Regions from separate parts of the Mus musculus genome. Here region 1 is linked to region 2. Evidence: chromatin contacts called from public Hi-C data. All regions are on one chromosome and are shown on one strand. Each heading gives the region's core, a stretch centred on a gene start, on an enhancer-like site or on the middle of the called end of the contact. The rest is flanking DNA. Distances are from core to core; before and after follow the strand shown.

The links. A called contact is a pair of places that touch in the nucleus more often than the background predicts.
Region 1: a Hi-C map of bone marrow-derived macrophages shows a contact between it and region 2, with 54 read pairs. The contact joins two enhancer-like sites. A contact is called at or near these places in 1 of 15 datasets of contacts at CTCF or cohesin (pro-B cells), 23 of 484 Hi-C or Micro-C datasets (CD4 T cells, CD8 T cells, T follicular helper cells and 15 more), 12 of 115 datasets of contacts at active chromatin or transcription factors (CD8 T cells, the HPC-7 cell line, bone marrow-derived macrophages and 5 more) and 4 of 9 other capture datasets (adipose tissue, embryonic stem cells, liver and 1 more).

The regions. Positions count from the first base shown.
Region 1 is chr5:134,339,725-134,344,769 of GRCm38.p6, reverse strand. No RefSeq gene overlaps it. Among named protein-coding and RNA genes, the nearest start is that of Gm46925, 6.3 kb to the left of the region's middle. Within about 2 kb of position 2,014, at least 37 of the 459 cell types and tissues checked have an H3K27ac peak or open chromatin away from gene starts, as enhancers often do. A contact at or near this core is called in the HPC-7 cell line, bone marrow-derived macrophages and microglia, where this site is marked.
Region 2 is chr5:134,256,827-134,262,331 of GRCm38.p6, reverse strand. Gtf2i (general transcription factor II I) reads left to right here. Exons shown (of 34, transcript NM_010365.4): 15 at 431-489; 16 at 1,694-1,765. Among named protein-coding and RNA genes, the nearest start is that of Ncf1, 30 kb to the right of the region's middle. Within about 2 kb of position 3,776, at least 53 of the 459 cell types and tissues checked have an H3K27ac peak or open chromatin away from gene starts, as enhancers often do. A contact at or near this core is called in the HPC-7 cell line, bone marrow-derived macrophages and microglia, where this site is marked.

The DNA of each region.
Region 1 (5,045 bases), core at 765-3,264, 84 kb before region 2:
CAGTAAGGCCCTGTCTCAAAAGCAAAATAAAATAAAATTAAAAATAAGCCGGGCGTGGTGGCTCACACCTTTAATCCCAGCACTCGGGAGGCAGAGGCAGGTGGATTTCTGAGTTCGAGGCCAGCCTGGTCTACAAAGTGAGTTCCAGGACAGCCAGGGCTACACAGAGAAACCCTGTCTCGAAAAAAAAAAAATAAAAAAATAAAAAAAAAACAACGATTTCAGGGGCCAGTTAGATGTTCCGGCTTGTGACAGTGCTTGCTATCAAGTCTCATAACCTGAAATGAATCCCCCGGATCCACATAGCAGAAAGAAAACCAACTCTTTTTGAGGTGTCCTGTGACCTCCGTATGTGCACCATGAACACATACATACAACATATGGATACTGCATAGAGAATAATATAAAAACATTCTAACAATAAAGGCAAAGAAGGGAAGCAGAGCTGGGAGGTGCATGCTGGTAATCCCACCCTCGGGAGGCGGAGACAACTGGATCCGTATCAGCTCAAGAGGAGCAAGCCCTACGTGGCAGATTCCAGACTGGCCATGGCTCCATAGAGTGAAGCCAGCCTCAGAAAAATAAAAGTTAAATAAAAAAGGGAGTAAGGGATTGGCGAGATGGCTCAGCAGTTAAGAGTGCTTGTTGTTGACGAAAAGGACCCAGGTTCAGCTCTCAGTACCCACGTGGTTGATCACAACCATCCATAATTCTTAGATCAGGGAATCTGATGCCCTCTCTGACCTCTGACCTCCCCTGGTACCAGGCATGTATGTGGTACACATACCTGCAAGCAAGCAAAACACTCATACACCTAAAAGAAATAAAAATTAAAAATTTTTTTCAGTTAATGCCAGGCAGTGGTGGTACATGCCTGTAGTCCCAGCACTTGGAAGGCAGAGGCAGGTGGATTTCTGAGTTCGAGGCCAGCCTGGTCTAAGAGTGAGTTTCAGAACAGCCAGGGCTATACAGAGAAACCCTGTCTCAAAAAAAAAAAAAAAAAAAAAAAGCCGAGAGAGAAAGAGAGAAAGAGAGAGAGAGAGATCCTATCTCAACCCTCCCCCCAAAATATATTTTGGTTTTCTGGGTTTTTTTTTTTTTTTTTTTTTTTTTTTTTTTTTTTGGTTTTTCTAGACAGGGTTTCTCTGTGTAGCCCTGGCTGTCCTGGAACTCACTCTGTAGACCAGGCTGGCCTCGAACTCAGAAATCCACCTGCCTCTGCCTCCGGAGTGCTGGGATTAAAGGTGTGCGCCACCACGCCTGGCTTGTTTTTTGTTTTTTAATTAGGTATTTTCTTCATTTACATTTCAAATGCTATCCCAAAAGTCCCCCCATCCCCTCCCCCTCCCCCCCAAAATATTATATTAAAAAATGAGATGGGTTGTTGGATAAAGGTGCTTACTGTAGATGCTGGAGTCCGGAGTTTGATCCCTGGGAGCCGTGTGGTAGAGAGAGAACTGACTCTTGCAAGTTTTCCTTTTAGGTCCACAAACAAAGAAAACACAGAAGTAAGTAAAACGCGCGGGCACGCACGCACACACACATATTTTAACAGGAAGAATTTATTTATTTTATGTATATGAGTTCACTGTGGCTGTCTTCAGACGCACCAGAAGAGGGCATCGGATCCCATTACAGATGGCTGTGAGCCACCATGGGGTTGCTGGGAATTGAACTCGGGACCCCTGGAAGAGCAGTCGGTGTTCTTAACCACTGAGCCATCTCTCCAGCCCTGCACGCACCCTTCTAATACATAATTCAACTAGGGGTTTGGGAAGGAGGAAGAGGAAGCCCCTCCCCCCACTTTTGAATGGTGCCAGGGAAGAGGCAGAAGAAAGCAAAGCAACCACACGAAATTCTGAAAATTTTCCTCCCATGATTCCCCAGGACCTTGCTTCGCTGCTCAAATATTTCAGTGCAGAGCCTCAAGCCCTGCCCGGGCGGAGTTGAAGCAGTTCAGGCTCTGGCTCTGAGACGCTGAGGGATGGTGGAGGAAGCTGCACAGTCAGCAGACAGGAAAGCTCTGGCTGAGGAAGAGGAAATAGGAGCAGAGAGGCTGGAACGTGAGAGACCATTGCCACCCAGTCCCAGGCTGCAGAGCAACCCCCACACAGGGGAGGGGGCGCCAAGATCGGCTGACACAAGACAGGCCAAGCGCATCATCAGCTACAATGTGGGTGTGGTGTGTTTGCGTGCATATGTATATGTGTGTGTTTGTGGGGGGGTGGGTTCGCACGCATACACGTGTGGGTGTGGAGGTTTGAGGTTATCCTTCTGTGTCCTTCCTCTGCAGTCATCTATCTTGTTTGTTAGGTTTTGTTTGTAGATTTGTGCTTGCTATTTATTTGTGCATTTGTGGGTATGCCCTTTCTCATACATGCCCAAAGAAGTCTAAAGAGGGCTTTGAATCCCCTACCGCTAGAGTTAGAGGAGGTTGTGAGCCATCTGTTGTAGGTTCCGGGAAATGAACTCTGGTCTTCTATATGGGCAGGAATTGTGTTTAACCACTGAGCCATCTTTCCATCCCTTGCTTTAGTGGTTGGTTGATTGGTTTGTTTGGTTTGGTTTTTCGAGAAACTTTCTCTGTGTTGCCCATGCTGTCCTGTAATTCGAACACACAGAGATTGGCCTGCCTCTGCCTTCTGAGTGCTGCGATTAAAGGGGAGCAACCTCACCAACTTGCTTGTAGTAGTTTTTGACCCGGGTGTCTCACTGACCTGGGGCTAACCTAGGAGTCCCAGGGACACTACCACTGTCACCTATCCAACCCTGGGTTACGACCACATGTCACCACTCCTTGCTTTTGACATTGGCACTGGGGATCAAATTCAAGCCCCAAGCTTGCAAGACAATAGTGTACCGCTTTGAGCCACGCCCCCAGGCAGGGTCCCAGTATGTAGCCATGGCTGTCCTAGAACTCACTCTGTAGACCAGGATGTCCTGGAACTCAGAGATCCTCCAGCCTCTGCCTCCCAAGTGCTGGGATTAAAGGCATGAGCCTCCACTCCTGGCTGCTTATTTTTAATTAAAAAAAAAAAATTATTGGTGGAGCTGGAGAGAGGCCTCAACAGTTAAGAGCACTTACTGTTCTTACTGAAGATCAGGTTTTGTCCCCAGTATCTACATCGGAACTCCAGCTCCAGGGAGTCGAACGCCCTCATCTCAGAACTGAGATGTCTGCTATGGTGGTTTTAATCAGAGGTCACTAGAGAAGCCCACGTGCCCAAAGTGTGCGTTTATACAGAGTCTCCATGGGGTGGCAGCAGTTCTTCATGTACATGGAAAATTGATTTACTCAAATTTTTAATTATTTTTTTCTGGCAACTAAGGTTGTTTTTACACACATCAACTTTGCCTGCCTTGAAATAATACCTATCATTTAAAAGTATTGAAACTGGACAGACGCGGTGATGTACGTCTGTAATCTCGGCGTGAAGTTGAAAGTCATCGCCAGGGCTACATGGAACCCTGTGTCTGAGGGTAATTTGTATGGGCTGTGGAGATGGATAGGTGGGCGAATGCGCTTGCTGCCTGGTCCCATGAGCTGGGTTAGATCTCTTGGACCCGCATGGTGGAGGGAAAGAACCAGTTCTCATGGGCTGTCCTCTGATCTCCGCATGTGCACCATGATATACACACCTGCCCCAACACACAAACAAGTAAATAGATGTTAAAAACTGATAAAGGAAGGCCCGGGAACATTGGCCTCTGTCTCTCACAAGTTAGGTGCACACAACACAGAGAAGGTTTGTTTCCTTTCTTTTCTTTTTTTTTTTTTTTTTTTAGGATTTATTTATTATTATAAATACGTACACTGTTACTGTCTTCAGACACACCAGAAGAGGGCGTCAGGTCTCATTACGGGTTGTTGTGAGCCACCATGTGATTGCTGGGATTTGAACTCAGGACCTTCGGAAGAGCAGTCAGTGAGTGCTCTTACCCCCTGAGCCTTCTCACCAGCCCCTCTTGGGTCATTTCTAAGTTAAAAATTCAACTCCTATTCCCACTACTGGGAAGACTGTTGTATTTGCTGCCCTGTTGAATAAAATGAAGCAAGCTGGGTGTGGTATTATCTCCTGAAAGCGTTTCATGCTTTGGGACTGATGAAGTTTGTCCTATTTTCCTCTTTCAGGCTGGCTGTCCTGATTTCTTTTTTTTTTCCAGTAATTTATTATTTAGTGCCACATACATTTTTCGTGTGTGCCCTCGCATGCCGTCGTGTCTGTGCATGTCATGTGGCATGCATGTGGAAGTCAGAAGACAACTTGCATGAGTTGACTCTCTCCTTCCACCATGTGGGCTCCTGGGGTTCGACCAAAGGTCGCCAGACTTGGCAGCAATCGCCTTTACCCTCGGAGCCATCCCTCCTTCCCTTGTCTCTATTGTCTTCGGATTGATACTCATCTCCGCTTACACAGGGAGGAAACCAATCAGCAAATGGCCAGCCTTACAGGATTGAGACAGAGAACCAAATACAGAGTGGGTGGCCCTGACACTGGAGAAGGGTTTCAGCCTGAGAGTCAAGGGCTGGGAAGATTAAACAGCTGTGCAGGGGCTCCCCTCTGACTAGGTAAGGTTGTCACCTGAACTTTCTAAGCAGTTTTGTTTTGCAACAAGGTCTCATATAGCCAAGAGTGACCTTGAACTTCTGACCCTCTGGTCTCCATCTGCTGAGTGCTAGGATACCAGGTACAGCCAAGCCTAGCTCTGTTTGGTTTTTTCTTCGTTTTTCCGAGACAGGGTTTCTCTGTATAGATCTGGCTGTCCTGGAACTCAGAAATCCTGCTGCCTCTGCCTCCCGAGTGCTGGGATTAAAGGCGTGCACCACCATGCCCAGTTTAGCTCTGTTTTTAAATGTGTGTGTGTGTGTGTGTGTGTGTGTGTGTGTGTGTATGTGTGCATATGTGTGTATGTGGGTTTGTGTGCATGTGTGTGTGCACGTACCTGCCACAGTATGCATGTGGGAAGTGAAGATCATAGGTGTCAACTTCAGGAGTCAGATCTTTCCTATCGTCTTGGGTCTCAGACTCAGACTCGCAGGCTTT
Region 2 (5,505 bases), core at 2,527-5,026:
GTCCTCCGCCCTAGGCAAGAGCTCCACGGGGCTGTGTGAATCAGAGCTCGTGTGTTTCATGGATTGTTTGATTTTTCAAAAAAATATAATATCTCTGGCCCTGCACATATAATTGTTAGATATATGTAGAGCTTTAAAAACAAATATACAAACAACAGAATTTTTTTTAAATATAATATAAAATTACAGGATTATGTTACTGTAAAATTTTTCCATCCCTGTAGCAGGGTACCTCTCACTCTAAGCACATGAAGCGCCTTCTGGGACAGCTTGCACTTTCTATTCTGGAGAACGGGTCTGAAGTTGGTCTGGGTGTGCTGGCTTGCAGTCAGTCTTGACAGATGAGCACTGTATGTGTGCTGTGTTTGCTAGATAGTATCCTAGCTAGAGACTTCTGGCAGGTACTCACTGTTTAATTCTCTCCTTTCAGACATGAGCTTCTGAACTCAACACGAGAAGATTTACAGCTTGATAAACCAGCCTCAGGAGGTGGGTTTCTCGCCTCCAGTTAGCCCATGGCTGTGTGCATGGGAATTGTGACCACTCGGTGCAGCTGCCGCCTCTTTAGTTTATTTTCCTCATAAAGAAAGAAACCTCTGGGGCTGGAGAGGTGGCTCAGCGGTTAAGAGCACTGGCTGCTCTTCCAAAGTTCAAATCCCAACAACCACTTGGTGGCTCACAACCATCTGTATGGGATCTGATTCCATGGTGTGCATGGAAACAGCATTCACGTACATAAAATAAATTTTAAAATAACCTTTGAAGAAAAAAAAGGAGTAGACCTTTGACTAGCAGCTGCTAGTTGTTACAGAACAAACACTCCATCGTTATAGTACTCCGTAGAAGGGTAACAGAATTCTGTAATAGCCATGGATAGATGGGTGGGTTGTGCTCTAAAGCGAGAGCTATGAAACTTTCCTGTGTGGCTGTGATAACCACAAGGACCTGGGGAGGAGAGGCTCTGTCTGACTTACATAGCCCGTTACGAGGGAAGCCAAGGCGGGAAGCTGCAAGAGGAAACTGAAGCAGACTCTAGCAAGGAATGCTTCCTCTTGGTTTGCTCAGCTACCACTCACACTGTCTAGACCCACTTGTCTAGGGATAGCACCACCCACAGTGGGCTCCCACATCAATCGGCAGTCAAGAGAATGGCCCACATCGCCCAGCCATCCAGTACGATGTGAACGATCCTCCTTTAAGATTCCCTCTTGCTGGGCATGTCTAGTTTTGTGTCCTGTCTACAGAAGCTGCGACACAGAGATAGGCAGAGAGACAGTGTGTTTCTGGGCAGACCTGCACACACATACATTGTACATGGTTATTCTTGGCTGTGCCTGTAATCCATGCACTGGGGTACATGGTCTACTTGGTGAGTTCCGGCCAGCCAGGGCTCATGACATACTGTCTCAGAAGTAAATTAACTAAAAAAGGTAGTGTAAAGTCTGCATTTGTTAATTGGCTAAAGGCTCATCAATTCTATCCAGTTCAGGACATAGAAAAGAAATTATAGTTTGTTTTGTATTCCTCAGGATGGAGCAGGAGTTGCCCCATGTATATTAGTCAGTATCTCCTGAAGTTTTAAAGGTAATTTCTGTCAAACAAAGGGAGAAAACTTAACTTAGGGTATTGCCCTAGCATCTCACAACCTGAGGAAAAGCTGCTAACCCTGCGACTGTGTGCCTGTTCCCTACAGTGAAAGAAGAGTGGTACGCTCGCATCACCAAACTGAGGAAGATGGTTGACCAGCTCTTCTGCAAGAAATTTGGTAAGGAGGCTCCTCCCCCTAAGTGAACATTACAGAGTATTTTAAAAGACGCTGTGTGTAGCTGCCTGTGGCCACGTGAACTGGGCTCCGGAGTGGGAGGCTGGAGCTGGAAGAGAGGGAACGGTCGAGAGAAAAAAGGAGACCAAAGTGCTGATCAAGGTCCAGTGTTTACTAGCAGTCTGTGCTTACAGAGGGGGAAAGCCCCTCTCCCACTGATCTACTCTTGATGCCTGTAGCCAGCCTGTAAGCAATCAGGCTGACAGCACTAGTTTGGCAGTAAGGTGTCAGTCTCGGGATCTCTCAGGAAGGCAGGTTCAGTCTCTCAGCAGGTAGCAGCTTCTTGGAGAAGAGCAGCAGCAGGTGACAGAACAATAAAGCCATCTAGGTCAGAAGGCTCCACCCCAGGTGGTCTGTTTCACAGTGGCAGCAAGGTCTGAGTCAGCCTGCTCAAGGCTGGGGGAGGCTACAATACCTCCCTAAGTATATAATAAAAATTAGCTGGACTGGGGCATAAAATGTATTTATGCTCCATGGTCCTGCCTGGCAATTATGGTGGCTGATGGCCGTGCCTGGCTTGGGACTTAGATTTTCTATGTACTATTCTTATCCGTCAGGGAAGTATGTGCAGCTTGCTTGTGTTTATTTTGCACAAACATGGCTCTGTGGTGTATTATTAATAAACCATGGCTTCTTGGCACATACCTCTGTCTTAGATCGATATAGTTCAGAAATCTCAGTGGCCCGTCGTTGGCTAACTGGCCCTCATAGCACACCTTATATCTAATCAGACCAAAGCCACAATGTATACTCAATACATTTCTTCATATCGATGAATTTCTGCCACCTGTGCTTGCTGAAGACAGGCTTAGGGCGATGACTGACCTGCTTGAAATACAAAGCAACAGGATAAAGGCTTCTTGGGGGAAGTCCAGGTACTTTATTCAGTTTTGCAAATTAGCATCGATCAAGCTCAAACTCTGGGAAGGTGGCTTTGAGAATATACAGCTATATATGTGAGTTTGTGTGTATTGTGTGTGTGTGTGTCACATGTGTGCAGGTGTCCAGGGAAGCCAGAAGAGGGTGTCAGGTCTCCTAGAAGTAGACTTACAAGCAGCCGTGAGCCACCTAGCCTGAACCTCTGTCCTCTGGAAGCGCAGCGAGCACTCTGAATTACTGAGCCATCTTTCCAGCCCCAGATGGTCTTTTATCTCTTTGTTTTGTTTTGTTGTTAAGAGTTGTTTTGTTTTAGGAATACAATGAGATGATTCAACTTAACTTAGTGTTTCCTTGCTTTTAGTAAAAACTAATTTTAAAAAGTTTTTAAAGCTGTATATTTTTCTTTTTGCGCTGGGATGGATTGGGCCTCAAGAGCCCTAGACAAATGCTCTACTTCATACCAGCAAATGTTAGGCAAGTCTCTCCTGTGAGCCACACCCCAGCCCTGAATAGTTGCTTCCTGAAGTTTCATTATTCAGTGTAGGTATTTGACCATTTGGATTCCTTTCTCTTTGGGTCCAGCGAGGACATCAGGGCCAGGCCATCTGCCTGCCCACTGGCTTCCTAGAGTCACCATGATCCTGTTTTAGGTTATCTTGGGTTTTAGCATTTATTTAGCTCTCAAGGTTTTTTTGGAAAGGGAAATTTTATTTTTCCACTCCTCAGATAGTGGCGGGAAGCAAACACCATCTCCCAACAATTCCTAGTTGAGGCGCCCATCCTCCTCACCCTCGTCAGTATTCCTAGCAGTAACCTTCCTTCCAGTCATTGGGTGTAAACCAACGAGGAAGCAGTAAAGACTCCTCTCCTGGTGTCCAGTCAGTGCTTCCCCTGGATGCTTGGCAGCCTAGATCAAGTGATGGGGCATGTTCATTTTGGGGGACATCCCCATTATGTCCTTGCATTTCCTGTGTAGGTGTGACGTGTGGTTTTTGAGTATCTTGGCTCCAGAGAATGTCACTGCCGTTGGCTGTTGTTAGCTTTGTCCAGGAAGTGGCAAAGGAAGAAAGGAAGGGGGAGGAAAAGGAGAAGTGGTTGGGAGAGCCTAGGCTGGGAGAGCAGAGGTCACCCTTTCAAGTATAGCTGAGGAAGCAAACTCGGGCTGGGATCTGAGTCTGTCAGGTGTTTGGTCCCCAATACTATAAGATAATTTTTTTTCAAGACAGGGTTTTTCTGTGTAGCCCTGGCTATTATGGAATTCGTCCTGTAGAACAGGCTGGCCTTAAACTCACAGGGATCCACCTGCCTCTGCTTCCTCAGTGCTGGGATCAAAAACTTGAGCTACCATTGCCCAGCTTAATTTTAGACAGCCTTTAAGGAGAAAATAGATTCAGAGGTTTGAGACTGCAGTTAGAGTGCTTGCTTAACATCATACATAACCGGATTTCTTTTTCCCCCCCCAGCGGCCACCATCCAAAAAAAAAAAAAAAAAAACCTTTACTGGGCCCAGCGGCTAGCATTTTTGGTAGATCTAGAAACAAAGCTGTTTGTGAACTGGTGAGAACTCGGAGGTATCGGTCCCCTTTGTTAGGTTTCTAAGGCAGGAGGGAACAAGATCTCCCTGAAATCATCCAGGAGCTTGCTCCACGTTCACCAGCATCCACTGCCTGTAACTGGCAGCTGTGCAGCTCTGCACACTCCTGTGTACAGTAGGGACAGCTCAGAAGTGGAGGTGGCCCGCACAGCCCTGGCTTAGGAGCATTGGTTCTGGTAGGAAAAGGGCAGGACTTCCTGGTCTGTGAGCATGGCGTAGAGAAGGTGGCCGACCGACCGTGTGGGTGGGGACTGGAGGGCTGAGACAGGACAACCAGCGCTCACTGGCTAGGAGGCAGTGTCCTTGAAGTTTTCTTTCCTTTTTGTCCCTGTTGAGACAGGGTTTCATTGCATTTGTAACCCAGGCTGCCCTCAGACTCAGAGCAGTCTCTGCCTCTGCCTCTGCGTGCTGATACTGAAGGCCTTCCTGTGCCTCTGTACCCAGCCTTCAGCTCTTTACTGCTGTCAGCTCAAATGTTCTCTTATAGGAAGCATGTTAAAATCAGGTTTAGATCCTATCTTATGTAACAGCTAAGACAAGTGTGGATCTGAGCTGTGGCCGTCTGCTATTCCTCTCGAGTACGTTTCTTTTACTGCTGTGGTGGGGATAGACTTTGTATGTGGATTTCCAAACACAGTCGAGCCCTTCAGATTTGGTGTTGCCGATATGAAGGAAGGAGTTAAGACAGATGGCTCCCTTGTTAAAGTGCTTGCCTCAAAGGCATGAGGCCCTGCATTTAATCTCTAGAACCCACGGTGACGAGAAGTGGACATGGTATTGCCCTTGTAGCGTCAGCAGTGGGGAGTGCAGACCAGAGGGTCCCCAGAGCTCGCTGGCCAGCCAGCCTAACCTATGTGGAAAGGACCAGGTTCGTCAGTGAGAGAACCTGTCTCAAACAGCTGACAGCTTCCAAGGACCTACACTCGATACTGACCTTCGTTCGTAACATATATGCACATGTGCACAGATGGACAGAGAAATTAGGACAAGACACCTAAAGTATAAAAGGAAAAGTCCATCAGTAACAAAGCAGCCCGGACTGCTTGTAAAACCTGCCTTGCTAGGCTACCAGGCTGCGGAATCTGCAGAGGTCAAATACAGGATCCAGGGGCTGACTGGCTGGCCTGCTCTCAGTCATTTCAATCTTATCTTATCTTTCCTTTCCTTTCCTTTCCTTTCCTTTCCTTTCCTTTCCTTTCCTTTCCTTTTT